5 separate regions of the Mus musculus genome follow, and regions 1, 2, 3 and 5 are each linked to region 4. Evidence: chromatin contacts called from public promoter capture Hi-C data. All regions are on one chromosome and are shown on one strand. The core of a region is the stretch at or near the end of the contact, and the rest is flanking DNA. Distances in the headings are between cores, read along the strand shown.

Region 1 (2,700 bases), core at 137-2,636, 8.5 Mb before region 4:
TAACATCTGTATTTTAAAATAAACACCCTAAATGGCCTTGAAATGGTTCACCAAATGAGAAACACTGTTCAGAGACTAGTTTCATATTACAAATTAATTTATGAGACCACCTATTTGGTCAGTCAACTTGTTAATGTGAAACTAGACTTTCTCCATTTTGTGTGTATATGCAGCAGAATTTCACAAGACTGAAATTCAGATTTCTTGGCAAAGTTTAAGACAGAACACAATAAATGAAGGTCTCTGATGACGTTGCAAAAGCAACAGCGGCTATAGGGGATGTTCTGTGGTGACAAAAGGTGCCACTGCCTTAAGACTAGGTAGAATTTAGACTCATCTGCTGTGAGCCTCAGCCTCTCTGGCTCTTCATTTCTTGGTTTAAAGTAGTGCTTTGTCTGCCTTTATCAGCCTTACAGAATTACCTAGGGCTGAAATGAGTGTGACAATGGCTGGCAGAGAGGAAGATCTGATCTCAGACTGTTACACCTTATAATTATGGTTTTAAATAACTCATCTGCCTACATTAAAAATACATAGCCTTGGGGAATTTGTTCTTAGGGTAATCTTTGCAGCTTCCTATTCATGGGTAATTAGGATTCTAATAACTGAACTGTCATATTACAGTTTAGAAACACATAAGGAAAATCTTGAGTAACAAAAATACAAAAGTAATGTATATAGAAGACCAGGATTCAAGAAGCTTCATTATCATTACTCCAGATCACCTCCCACCTTACTCATTTGTCTTTCCCACTCTGTTAGAATCCACAGGACAAGAGATTGGGATGTACGCCCGAGTTTGAACATCTCGGGTTCTACTTCTTTGGGTGTGGCAACGGGGAGGAAATCATTAACCTTTGATTGAGTTTATTTTGCAAGTAGTTTTATTATGGTTTTACTCACTATACCCAGTTAACAATTTAAATTGTATAATTCGGTAGTTCTTAGTAGAACGGCATGACATTGGGGGAACCATCATCACTATCAACTGCAGAACATTTTTACCAACCCTCAAAAAGAAATCCCCGGACAGCAGTTATACTCCATTCTTCCCTCCTCCCTCACTCCATAGCAGGTGCTAATTAAAGTTCGTCTAGAGGTGCTTATTCGAGGTCTTTTACAAACAATAACGGCATCATACAGTATGTAGACTTGCGGAGCGAATTTCTCCCCATCTCCTTCCAGCCTCTACAGGAGCACATCGGTCGGAGAACAGGACGATACCCCTAAAACGCACTCAGCTCCGTCCACCCTGTAAAACCCAGACCCCCGCCTGCCAGCTTCACCCCGCCGCAGCGGAGAGTGGGAGCAGCGCCCCGCCCATCCCCGGCGTCGCCTCACTGACGTCACCGCTCCCAGCCGCAGACTCCCTCCCTCCTTCCCGGTCGCGGTAGCTTTGACAGGACGCGATGGCGGCGGCCGGGTCTGCAGGGTTGCCGGCGACCGTGTCGGAAAAGCAGGAGTTTTACCAGCTTCTGAAGAACCTGATCAATCCAAGCTGCATGGTGCGGAGGCAAGCCGAGGAGGTCTATGAGAATATCCCAGGTCTGTGTAAGACTACATTTCTCTTAGACGCCGTCCGAAATAGAAGAGCAGGTTATGAGGTGAGACAAATGGCTGCCGCACTGCTACGACGGCTTTTGTCCTCAGGGTTTGAGGAGGTCTATCCAAATCTACCTCCTGAAGTGCAGAGGGATGTCAAGATTGAACTGATACTGGCCGTTAAGTTAGAAACACATGCTAGCATGAGGAAAAAGCTTTGTGATATTTTTGCGGTGCTGGCCAGGAATTTGATAGATGAGAGTGGCACTAACCATTGGCCAGAAGGTCTGAAATTCCTCATTGATTCGATTCACTCTAAAAATGTGGTTCTGTGGGAAGTTGCACTTCACGTTTTCTGGCACTTTCCTGGGATTTTTGGGAACCAGGATCGTCACGATTTGGATATCATCAAGAGGTTGTTGGACCAGTGTATTCAAGATCAGGAGCATCCAGCAATCAGGACATTATCTGCTAGAGCTGCAGCTACGTTCGTCCTTGCTAATGAAAACAATATTGCTCTTTTCAAAGACTTTGCGGATTTGCTTCCTGGGATCTTACAGGCTGTGAATGATTCCTGCTACCAGGATGATGATTCTGTGCTAGAATCCCTTGTTGAGATTGCAGATACTGTACCTAAGTACTTGGGTCCCTATCTAGAAGATACTCTGCAGTTGAGCCTGAAGTTGTGTGGAGACTCTAGGCTTAGTAACCTGCAACGCCAGCTGGCTCTGGAAGTAATAGTCACCTTATCTGAAACTGCAACTCCAATGTTGAAAAAGCATACGAATATTATTGCACAGGCTGTGCCTCATATATTAGCAATGATGGTTGATCTTCAAGATGATGATGACTGGGTAAATGCTGATGAAATGGAAGAAGATGACTTTGACAGCAATGCGGTTGCTGCTGAGAGTGCCCTAGACAGACTGGCTTGTGGACTTGGTGGGAAAGTTGTTTTGCCAATGACCAAGGAGCATATCATGCAGATGCTTCAGAGCCCTGACTGGAAATGTCGACACGCCGGATTAATGGCCTTATCAGCCATTGGAGAAGGTTGCCATCAGCAAATGGAACCAATTCTAGATGAAACAGTTAACTCGGTTTTACTTTTTCTTCAGGATCCTCATCCAAGGGTAAGGGCTGCTGCCTGTACTACAC
Region 2 (2,700 bases), core at 103-2,602, 8.5 Mb after region 4:
GGGAGTAATAACTGGCTAGAAGAATAGAATAAAGGGATAGTTTTGTAATGATCATCTTTTAAAAGGAACAAGTCATTCATTTTACTAAAACCTTTTTTAAGAGGCTCGCTTTTTGTATTACTTTAAGCAGCCATTGGATGTCAGTGCTGTTCCAAACGTGCTCATTGCAAACAGCGCTAGAAAATTCATTCCTACTGATACCGTCGGGTTTTAGAACTGAAAAGGACACTAATCCTTTGAAAGCGCAAAACTCGGTAGACTATAAAACATTTGCCTTATCTGTGTGGCAAATGAGCCAGATGCTGGGAGGAAAAGAAGAAAGAAAAATGAACTTCTTTAAAAGTCTAAAATTTAATGGCTAATATAAAATTCTGAATCAGATTTCCAAACTTTGTATCTTTCCATACTGTTGTGTAGATTTTAACTTAAGACGTTTGCATCTTCGAAGTGTAAGGAGTCTCCTTGAAAGTCGTTTCCTGGTTGCAATGTGTAAAAGGCAACCCAAGGAATGCAAACAATGTTTAAGAGGGAAAGAAATGCATACAAACGTATAAGAGGCTGCATTACCACCAGTTGCGGTTTGAACGATTGGAAAGCCCCCTTTCCCCATCAGGAAGGTACTTAGCTGTAAACGCTAGTCAGAGCTGCTATTATGACTGTGTTTCCTGTGCCGCAGAAACATCTACAGACCGCAAAGGCATTCAGCCTCGGGGTGGAGAACGTGAGCGACAGCTAACTTATCCACAAAAAAATCAGTGAGTCACGCTAACCGGCTCTCCAGCTCCAGCACCACAGCCAACGGCAATTCCGTGGCGCCCCATCCCTACCAGGAAACAACTTTACACTTCGTCCTACACGTTTTATTAAAATTAAGTTGACAGACGCAGAACGAGTCCCTAACCTCCTGGGCTTCACAAGTGAGAGGCTCAACACAAGATGGAGGAATAAAAAGGAGCGTAGCTAACAGGTCGCAGAGGAGGCGTCAAATGACCAGACCGAAGTAAGTAAAGACTATGACGAGGGCACTTCGGAGCACTTACACAAAAAAAGATTAAAAGAAGTAGGATTCTCTCCCAGGGACCCCTAGCCTGTAATTGGCTCAATATTTTTGCCAGTTGTACGCAGGCGTCGCGACCTAACCCGGAAGCAATGCCTCGCTAAAACGTAATCTCAGACCTCAGATAGACGCTCCCAGCCTTCCCTCTGCCTCTAGTTTCCCATGATTTCTCTGGAAGCGCAGAGTAAATAGGACTACGTCTCCCAGAGTGCCCTCGGCGAAGTTGGCCCTGCGCGTGCGCCTCACGACTATCCCGCGCTGTCCCCTCGGCCCCGCCTCTATCCTATCGCCGCCATTTTTTCAGAGACTTTCATCCGGCAACGGACAGGGCCTTTTTTTTCTTAAAGGAGAAGCTGCAACTCAAATAATTTACCACTTCTCCCCTCGAGAGCTGGCGGCGCTGGGGACAGAAAGGCCAGAGCAGGAAGGTGGGGGTCTGGGTGGAGGCGGGATAACGTCCAGGCTACTTCTTAGGCTAGTAAGAACCCTTGAGGGGACAGCGGCGCCTCCGGGAGGCAGGTGCGCGCGCAGCCGGCAGGGGGGTGCGCGCGCGGCTGAGAACGGTGCGTTTTGTCCTCGCCTCCGCCCTCGCCAGCCCTGCCCCTCCCACCGCCCCTAGCTTGAGCCGAACTCCAAAGTGGGGGGGGAGAAAGGTCACTTTGGGATTGTCGCGAGACGCAGCCGTTTAACGGTGAGAACGGGCGCGCGGGCAAGGAAACCTCGCGCTCTCCCTCGGAGCCGTTTCCTGATTGGTTGGAGGAAGGGGTGGGGGAGGGCACCGAGTGCGCTGCTGCGTGTGAGACCGCGAGGGGCCGGGCCAGGGGGGCCGATCCTCCCCTCCGATTGGCCCGCTGCGTGTCCGTCCGGGTGCGCGCGTGCGCGCCGCCGGCGGTCGCTGGCTTGAGTGGCAGGGGGCGGGTGGGGGGGGGCGCCCTCGGAACGGGCGGAGGGGCGGGGGGGAGAGAGGCGCTCCGGAGTGAGGGAGCCGGACGCTCCGGGAGCCGAGGGGGGCGGGGGGAGCTGCGCCGCGGGCGCCGCCGCCTCCACCGCCTGGGACGCAGGGGTGGGGGACGGACGAGCCCCGATGCCGGGGGAGACGGAGGAGCCGCGATCCCCGGAGCAGCAGGACCAGGAAGGGGGCCCAGCAGCGGCGGCCGACGCGGCTTCGGAGGAGCTCCGGCCCGGCGCGGCGGCGGCGCCGGCGGCGCCTGCAGAGACCGCGAGCAGCCGCGTGCTGAGGGGAGGTCGGGACCGCGGCCGGACCGCTGCGGCCGCCGCCGCCGCCGCTGCCGCTGTGTCCCGCCGGAGAAAGGCCGAGTATCCCCGCCGGCGGAGGAGCAGCCCCAGCAACAGGCCTCCCGACGGCCCAGGGCATCAGCCCGCGGCCGCGAAGCCCCCGTCTCCTGCTCAGGGCAAGAAGAGTCCGCGACTCCAGTGAGTAACAGTCTTTGAAGCGTTGGGGAAGACCCCCCTCTAGTTCTCTCTCCCCTCCCGGCTCCCGTAGCGCCCGCTCCACGTGACACCCTGCTTGCTCTGCCCCCTGCCGGCTCGGCACGCCAGATGTCACGCCGCTGGCGGCCGGGCTCCGGCTGCTTCACTGCCTGTGGCCGCCAGCCCACGCCCGAAGTCGCCCAGTGCAGGCT
Region 3 (2,700 bases), core at 110-2,609, 6.2 Mb before region 4:
TGTAAAGGCTAAAACAGCTGTAACTGCCTTTCTAGTGCTTCAAGGCAGGAAATAGCCAGACCCCCCCCCCCACACACACATGTGCCCTTGACTTCCCTAATGGTCATCTTTTAAAGGCTGTAATAGCCATTCCCAGCCCAGGTCTCGCCGTACAAGAAAAAAGTAAAATAAAATCCCAGACCACCCTGGAAAGTAACCCCCCACCCCAGAATCCTGATATATTTCCCCATCCCCCAATTCTGCCCAGTTCTCTGTTGCTTCTCTTCCAAGCAGGGCAACCACCCTCCTTAGCTTTTCCCTCCAAATTAATCCCTTGCCTGAGCTTAGTTGTGCAGCAAGACTTTGTGGTATTCCTTGGCTCCTGACTGCCAGGATACCTTTTGGAGCAGAACTGTCACAGGGAAAATTTTCTATGAGCCAGAGCAAAGCTGTAACACCTGCATCAGGGAAACTTTCCCAGCAGCTGAAGCCTTCCCCTAACAGAGCCGTAACACTTAAAGATGTGTTACCAGCGACACAAGAGACAGTGTCCACAGGGAATTATAGTCTCTAAGCTTATTTGCAAGCTATCTTAACAAACTGACAAGTGTTCTCACAACAAAGACGGAAGAGAATGAAAGGCAGGGGCAGGAGTCAGGTATAAGCCAAGGAACGTCTGAAGCACCAGATGCTGAAGATACATGGGACGTCCACTCACTCCTTGGGGCTTCAAAAAGGGCCCCCTGCTCAACCAACTAACATCTGCATTTCAGAACAGTTAGGCAGTAAGGTTCTGTTGTTTGGCGCGACGTGGGATCCCCTGGAACTGCCGCCATGTAGGTGCTGGGAAATGAACCCAAGTCCTCTCCAAGAGCAGAAAACAGCTTAGCCATCTCTGCAGCCCCCAAGACCAAGTTTGTTTCTATTGCTTCCTCGCTAAAATGGAGTAATACCTTAAATATATATCCTAAAGTGGAACCGTGGGGGAAAAAATGCATGCCCAAGAACGGGCCTACATTAAAAACGCCACACACACATTTATGGAAAGAGCTTTTCACAATATTTGACTGTGCTCCGTTCTTTACACTTATGGTTCCCGAGGGATCTAATTTATCCGGAGATTCGCAGCTAGGGTGGGAAATAAGGGAGACATGGGTGTTGGCAAACACGATTACAACAGAAGAGACTCCGGTACAGCTTTTACCCTCCAGGCTAGACTAACGACGCAAACAGACACTAACGAGCGAGCTGTCCCAACGCTAACCCAGCTTGCAGACTTCGCTGTCTTTTAACTCCTTCAGGACCTGGGTGGCCCTCGCGAGAACCCGCGTCGTTCCCAGAAATCTGCAGGCTCAAGCGTCACTTTCCCAAGCCACGGACTCGTCTTCCACGGGACGGATCCCTTCGAGGGCCAAAACTCATGCAGCCCTCTCAGACGAGAGGTGTGGCGAAAATGGACCAACAGGAACTACGGATTTCGTGTTTCCTAAGCTCCACCCCTTGACCCCAGTACCAGGACGTAACGCTACAATCAGCGGATCCGGGGCGGGGCAGAACGCGGAAGCGGAAGCGGAAGCGGCGGGGGGTGGTGGCGGAACTCTGCGAGTTTCTGCCCCACGTGTGCGGTGAGTGTTGTGGAGAGTTTGGTGCGGGAAGTGTGGGGCGAGTGTCCGCCGGCCGCTCGGGAGCGGGGAGCTCTGCGGGGTGGTGGGCGAGCGGCGTCTTCAGCTCCATCTCCGGGACGGTCTACCTGGCCGCTTCTCTGGCCCGGAGTTGGAGGAACCCTGGCGAGGGCAGGGGTTAAGCCCTCTCTGTTAACTTGATTATTGTAGAGCTAAAGGAACAAGTTTCGCTGTCAAACTCCGGCCTGTGCGAGTCACAGTCAGCCCACTCGTCCCGTGTCAGACGTTGTGCATAGGAGCAGTGCAGGGAAAACTGAAGCGATCCATAAGCCAAGCATGATGGGAGGCAAGAGTATTTTAAACAGAGGCAGTGGGATGTCCCGGAGGTGGAAGTCAGGAGTAAGGCGCGGACTGGACAAAGAGGAAGGTAGAACTGTGGAGCCTTGGTGTCGAGTCTCTTTATTTTTGTGTAGTGGGAAGTATTTTGCTTTGTGTTCCTAGGCATATAAAATAATGAAGGATTATTAGAAAAGATCGGGAGGCTCATGGTAGGTCTTGACTCTCTTAAGGAGATTTTTGATGATTTGCATTGAGTGTTGGTAGTAGAGACAGAGGTATCTTTAAGGAGACTGCAGGATAACTTACTGTTGGGTACACGATGACTACCAAAGAAGTGAACATCAGGAGCCGTGCTCCAGTTTTCTCTCTGCGAAGTGGAGTAGATGGTCCCCGTTGAATACAGCAGGAATAGACAGGGAGAGAAAGATAGTAATTTGTAGTGGAATGCAGAGGATTGTGTCTCAGACATTAAGCATAAGACGCCAGTTATATACATAATCAAGAAGTGTTGAGGACTCAGGTCTGTGTAGGACGTTATCTCAGGGTCCCAAGGCTGCACAGTCTAGAATACCTAATTTGCTTGTCTTGCTCTTGGATTAGCCGTTAATTTGATTGCTTAGTAACTTGGTGAACAGTGCTTTAAGTGACCAGGGTTAACATCATCATGACTGCCGCATAGCTTTGTCACTGTGAGAGCAGCACTTCTTTGCTGTCATGTGCCACCCCTTCCCCTGGCCCAAGCATAACCTCAGTCTAATAA
Region 4 (2,700 bases), core at 148-2,647:
ACTCTAATGTGCTACTAAGCCTGACCTTGTGCAAGTCCTTAGTCTCCAGATTTCAGACACCTCTGCCAAACAGTCAAATAGTTTTTTTTTTCTAAGAGCTTCTTTCCATACTTAATACCGGTTCCAGCCACAAAACAATTTAGAACAACTAAAAGAAATCCCTTATTTTGGGGCGAGACACTTCAAAAACAAACTTGAAATGTAAAAGTGAAATATTTTCAGCAGTTGAATAATGAAATCTCACCTAAAAAAATCAAAATAAGATAAAATTAATTACTATCTTACTATTCCCTTGATTACTAAATACCGATTTTAAGAAAGGAGGCTCTGACCTATATATTATTTTCTTCTAATTATCTCAGGTAATATTCTTAGGCAGCTCCAATCGACAGTTAGCTTATAATACCTTCCCTCAGAATACAACTACACGGAGTGCACGGAAAGCAAGCAAAATGTCAACTTCACAAATGTTCACGTAGGAAAGAAACAAAGGGAGAGGCGCTCGACTTGCTTCCATGCAAAGGATTTTGAGGGAGAAGCTTAACCGCATTGGAAAAAACTAAAAACCCTCCGGGAGAAGAGCCGTCAGTCCCGGTTCCAGCGATTTCGACCGAGTTCGGGACCCAGAGGCCCCCCACCCCCCTCGCAGCGCAGGCCGCGCTCCGGGAAGCCCGGTAGGGCCTGCTCCAAAAACCACTGAGTCATGCACTCGACGGTCCCTCGCCGGAACAACTCGGCTGTGCAGGGAGCCAGGCGCGGCAGTAGCCGCCTCTGCCATTGTCTATCCTGTCGGTCGGTCGGCCGGCCGGCACCCGGCGCCGCGGCACGCCGGGCATTGTCCCGTCCAGCCCGCTGGCCCGGCCGGGCCCGTCTTTGTGCTCGCCGATCGGGCGTGCTCCCGCCCCCGCGCCGTCCCGGCTCGCGCCACTTACCCTGCGGGGGCCCGGATGCACTAGCGAGCTGGCGCGCGACGCCGGGCGGTGGGCCGGGCTGAGGCCTCCGGGAAGGGCTGGCTAGCGGCCGCCGCGGGCCGGAGCGGAGCGGAGCGCAGGCGGAGCTGCGCTGGCGCCGCGGAGGCCTCCTTTGTTCGTGCAGAAGCGCCGAGGCGGCCGAGCCCCGCCGCAGCTCGGGTGGGAGGGCGGCGGGGGAGGAGAAGAACCGCAGGCCGCGGGGCTAGCGCCGCTCCAGGCGCCCGGCCGCCGGCACCTCACGCCTCCACAGCGACGTCCCGGCCGAGTGAGGAGGCGCGCGGAGAGGCCTGAGCGCCGACGGGGCCCGAGGACTGCGCTCTTCGGGCTTCCGCGTTCGCCAGAGACTCTGCGCGACTCCGGGCAGCGAGCGGACGCCTGACCAGATGCACACCGCTCAGCGATCCCGACGACTGACGCTCTGGCTCTGACCGGCGCTCGGGATCTGAGGGAAAGGGCGGCGGGGGCGGGGCCTGTGCGTCAGCGAAAACCCGGTCGGCACGCCCGCGGCGCGATGACGTCGCGGGACGAGGCCCCGCCCCTGACCTGCAGGCACTAGCCGGGGGCGGGGCCGCACTTGGGGGCGGGGCGAGTCCGGAGGCTGCGGTCACCGTCGCCCAGTCACCCTCCGGCCCGCGGGGCCCTGGGTGGAGCTGCTGCGGCGGGTCCACGGAGGCAGCGCTTCTATTTTTAACCCTATTGTCCGCCCTCAGCCACCCACACCAGCCCAGTTTCTCACGCTTCGTCCCCAGCTCCGCCGGGGTCCCCTCCCCGCGGGACGGGAAGGCACGGCCCGGAGGAGGCTGGCAGGGTTCCGGGTGTCGCCGCAGCTCCGCCTGCCACCGCCCAAGGTCGCGGTGCGCTGCCAGCTCTGAGCTAGGACCGCCCACCAGCCCCAGCCCCGCGCCGCCGTTCTGAACTGTTAAGCCAGCCTATAGAAACCCCTGGAAATTTACTATTCCAGTGAAGCACGGAGAACCCTGACAAGCCTGATGAGATGGAGCAAGAGGGACAAACAAGCCGGACCCCAGGCAAGGGCAAGGTGCTGGGTACCTGCCCAGAGCACGAACAGAAGAAGCTTTCTGCTGGTCTCTCCGTGGGTTCTGGTCACAAAATGTCTCTGCCGAAATCCATAAGGGCTACTACCTTAGCTACAAATATGCACTTAGGGTCCTTCACTTCGGGTATTTAAGAACCGTAGGCCTTGAAGGGCTACCTTAACGGCATTTATGCACTTAGGGTCCTTCATTTCGGGTATTTAAAAACCCTAGGCCTATCTCTAAGGTACCCTAGGGTTGGCCTTGACTGGGACACACGAACCTCATTTCTAGATTTTGTATTTGTGATATTGTGGAAGTAGTGTGGGGGAGGGGTGCTGCCCTGATGCTCCAAATCTAACTGCTCCCTGCACAGCAAGTGGACTAACCGGTACATAATACATTTTAAAAACCTATTTCGGGGTTATATTGCTATGGTCAAGTAATGTATTTCAGACTTAGTTTGGGTCATTTGTCCTAGGATCTTTGGGATTTATTTCTGTAAACTAGTAAATAATAAAACTAACTGCTACCATTTACCAGCCATTTCAGTGTCATCTATTTTTCATTTAGGGTCTCCTTATTTATCACAGCAGTTTACTGAGAAAAATGCCCTCCCTGTCCATTTGTCAGGGTAAGGCAGTCATGATGAAGGATGCTCTTGCCTGAAGCGCTAGAGACTAATGGAAACCGTA
Region 5 (2,700 bases), core at 169-2,668, 6.7 Mb before region 4:
GGGAACTCATGCTGGCCCAAATCCCTCATGTGCCGGTGCAAAAATTAAGCCTCAAGAGGAGAACTGACTTCTTAAGGCTCTACTTCCAGTATGTTATTGTCTTGGATAAGCTGCTTAGCTGCAAATGTTGGGAGATTTTGGGTATTGGCGGGCCTGGGGGCACGTGCCTGCTGGACTCCAGTATGAGGAGAATTGGACGAATATGCTTGAACCATGAGGTTTCAGAAGCTGTGCCTTATCAACTCGAGTTTGAGGTGCCAGGTTGTGTGCTAATAATGTTCTCCATGGACAGAAGCCGTTCCCGTGTCCAACACAGCTCAAGAACAAGCTACCCCCAGGCTGTTAAGAAACCGATGCCAGCTAATAGGGCGATTGGTCTAGCTGGGATCCATCCCGTCAACTCTGAAAGGGTAGAGCCCCTTAAGGACCTACCGAGGGCTACTCTGAAAGGTCTAACCCACCCCTGTAGGGACCCTCATCCTCGGAAAGCTCGAATTCCCTTCCCCTTGGCACTTCCTCCCGGTCCTGCAGGGTGCTAACTTGGCGTCTCGGTTCCGCAGGGAGGTAGCGGCCGCGCCGAGCGAGATGGGTCACCGTTCGCGCGCCCAGGCTCTCGCTCCCTAAGATGGCGGCGGGAGCACCGCTCACACCCCGCCGCCCGCGCTCCTCAGGACCCCGCGGCCTCGGGAGGCGCGAGAAAGCGGAATTCGATGGAGGGGAGGGCAAAGCCGAGACCCTGGAGGCCCGCGCCGGCCGCAGAGAGTCTGGGAAAGGGATCACCCGCGAGGCATAAACGACCGACCGGGAAACACCACACTGGCGACCACGGAGAGGGAGGGGAGAAAAAAAAAAAAAAAAAAAAAAAACCTGAGCGGGGCGGGGGGAAGAGAGGAGAGAGAGGGGAGGAGCGCAGCACATCCGGGATATTAGCTGGGGCCGCCCAGGAAATGACGTACGCCCCGGGGTGGAGCCCGCTCTTCAAAGTGGGGTCTGCCTCCGCGGTAGCGCGCGTCTCACACAGTGTTGGCTCCGTCGTCACTCCCCCTCCCCTGGCTTCGCGCTTTTCCTCTCGCGGCTGCGGGGCGGCTGGGCACAGAGCTGGCGGCAGAGGCAGGCGGGGCTCCTTTGACGGAAAGTAGCCCTCGCCTCCAGACCCTCAGCTTTCCCCGGCGTCCTCCGTCCCGTTCCTCCAGGCAGACTCGCCCTGACCCCGGGCCCGCCAAGTCTTAAAGCGCACCTCGGGGGAAAAACCGACGTCGGAATCCCGACCGCAGCCCCCCGCCCGGGCTCCGAGCTGTCAGTCACGGCGCCGAAGCCGCTTCTTCCGGCGCTCTCGGGCCCGCCCTCTCCCCTCCTCCCTCCCCCCCGCCCCTCCCCGCGCGAGTGTCTCCCTCTCCCTCGCTCCCTCTCTCTCTCCCTCTCTCTCTCTTTTGTGAGTTATAGCAACCGTTGCCTTGTGAATCAAGCGCCATAGTCACCGTAGTCCTGGCGACTGTTACCCATCAACAACAACTACTCCTCTCCTCCTCCTCCTCCTCTTCCTCCTCCTCCTCCTCCCCACCACCACCATCTCCATCACCCACCAACAACACCACAATAATCCACAGCCAAGGTGAATATTCTTCGGTCTCTCTACATGTGTGTGGGAGCGTGTGTGTCCGTGCGTGTGTTCGTGTGTGCGAGCGAGCGTGGCTGTGCGGGGTCTCCCTCCTGACACCGGCTGCGGCCGCTTGAGGGGCTCGGTCCCGGGGGCTTGTTTACAATGGACCCGCGCGCGGCGGGCTCGGGGGTGTGGGCGCCGCGCGCCTGCCCGCCCGGCCTCGGCGCTCGGGGATGGAGCGGGAGCCGGGGCTGCGGGGCGAGCGGGCTAGGAAGCCGCCGCTGTCCGTCGCGGGTGTTGGAGCGTCCCCCCCAGGTCCGCGGGCGCCCAGGAGGAGGGGCAGGTGGAGAGAAGGGGCTCGCTTTCTCCCTCTCTCTTTCTTTAATTCGCTGCTTTGCAAAGCTGCCTGGTGGCTGCTGCTTTCCAAATCGAAATAGACAGCAGTGAGCAGGGGGGGTCCCCAAAAGGTGCTGCGCTGTGGTGGTTGTTGTTCACTTGCGGGGCCTTGTTGGGGGTTTTGTTATTTTTATCCTGGTACCTCGGTGAACTTTTCCCGAAGCCCGCTCCCTTCGTTTCGGCCCCTCTGTGCCTGCTGCTGAACGGACTGCACTTATTTGACCATCACTGGCCTCACGGGATTCTTTTTTTTTTTTTTTCTTTTAAAACTGTATTTTTCTTTGTGCTGCAAACAGTCTTAATATCCATTCAGCAGTCTTCTCCCCCCTTCCCCCCATTTGCACACACATTGAAACTAGGGGGCCTCTGCTGCTCTTGAGAGATTTTTTTTTTAAGTCTGTTTCTCTGTTTCTCTTCTCTCCTCTTTCCTCTCTTGTCTCTCCTCTGTCTCCTCTCCCTCTCCTCTCTCTCTCTCCCCCCTCCCCTTTTCGGGTTTGTGTGTGTGTGTGTGTGTGTGTGTGTGTGTGCTTGTGATTTAAACCGGATGCAGGGCATCTGTGCTACTTTGGTTAGTGGCTACTGACAGCGCTTTATCCTTCATGTGGAGATGGGAGGGGTAGTCCTGAGGTTCTGTTTCACTTTGATGCACCTCCCTCCCCACAGGAGAGTGTTAACAATTTTCATTGTGGTTTAGACTTTGTCTG

The links. Promoter capture Hi-C pulls out the DNA fragments that hold promoters and counts their contacts.
Region 1: a promoter capture Hi-C map of pre-B cells shows a contact between it and region 4, with 2.4 times the contacts expected there.
Region 2: a contact with region 4 is called in a promoter capture Hi-C map of pre-B cells, with 2.6 times the contacts expected there. A contact is called at or near these places in 4 of 39 promoter capture datasets (the C10 cell line, cranial neural crest, liver and 1 more).
Region 3: a contact with region 4 is called in a promoter capture Hi-C map of pre-B cells, with 4 times the contacts expected there. A contact is called at or near these places in 2 of 39 promoter capture datasets (the C10 cell line and pre-B cells).
Region 5: a promoter capture Hi-C map of pre-B cells shows a contact between it and region 4, with 4 times the contacts expected there. A contact is called at or near these places in 1 of 39 promoter capture datasets (pre-B cells) and 1 of 484 Hi-C or Micro-C datasets (CD4 T cells).

The regions. Positions count from the first base shown.
Region 1 is chr19:29,811,660-29,814,359 of GRCm38.p6, reverse strand. Ranbp6 (RAN binding protein 6) reads left to right here and starts at 1,386. Exons shown (of 1, transcript NM_177721.4): 1 at 1,386-2,700. The coding sequence starts at 1,410.
Region 2 is chr19:12,794,775-12,797,474 of GRCm38.p6, reverse strand. It overlaps Zfp91 (zinc finger protein 91), which reads left to right and starts at 1,352. Exons shown (of 11, transcript NM_053009.3): 1 at 1,352-2,491. The coding sequence starts at 2,142. It overlaps Gm44505 (predicted readthrough transcript (NMD candidate), 44505), which reads left to right and starts at 1,352. Exons shown (of 13, transcript NR_024093.1): 1 at 1,352-2,491. It also overlaps a transcript of Lpxn not described here.
Region 3 is chr19:27,428,696-27,431,395 of GRCm38.p6, reverse strand. C030016D13Rik (RIKEN cDNA C030016D13 gene) reads right to left here and starts at 1,359. Exons shown (of 1, transcript NR_027987.1): 1 at 1-1,359. Pum3 (pumilio RNA-binding family member 3) reads left to right here and starts at 1,488. Exons shown (of 18, transcript NM_177474.5): 1 at 1,488-1,604.
Region 4 is chr19:21,270,975-21,273,674 of GRCm38.p6, reverse strand. Zfand5 (zinc finger, AN1-type domain 5) reads right to left here and starts at 1,397. Exons shown (of 6, transcript NM_009551.5): 1 at 933-1,397. LOC115489044 (atherin-like) reads right to left here and starts at 2,217. Exons shown (of 2, transcript XM_030251153.1): 1 at 2,185-2,217; 2 at 933-1,900. The coding sequence starts at 2,217. The coding sequence ends at 1,208.
Region 5 is chr19:28,009,884-28,012,583 of GRCm38.p6, reverse strand. Rfx3 (regulatory factor X, 3 (influences HLA class II expression)) reads left to right here and starts at 1,418. Exons shown (of 17, transcript NM_011265.3): 1 at 1,418-1,612.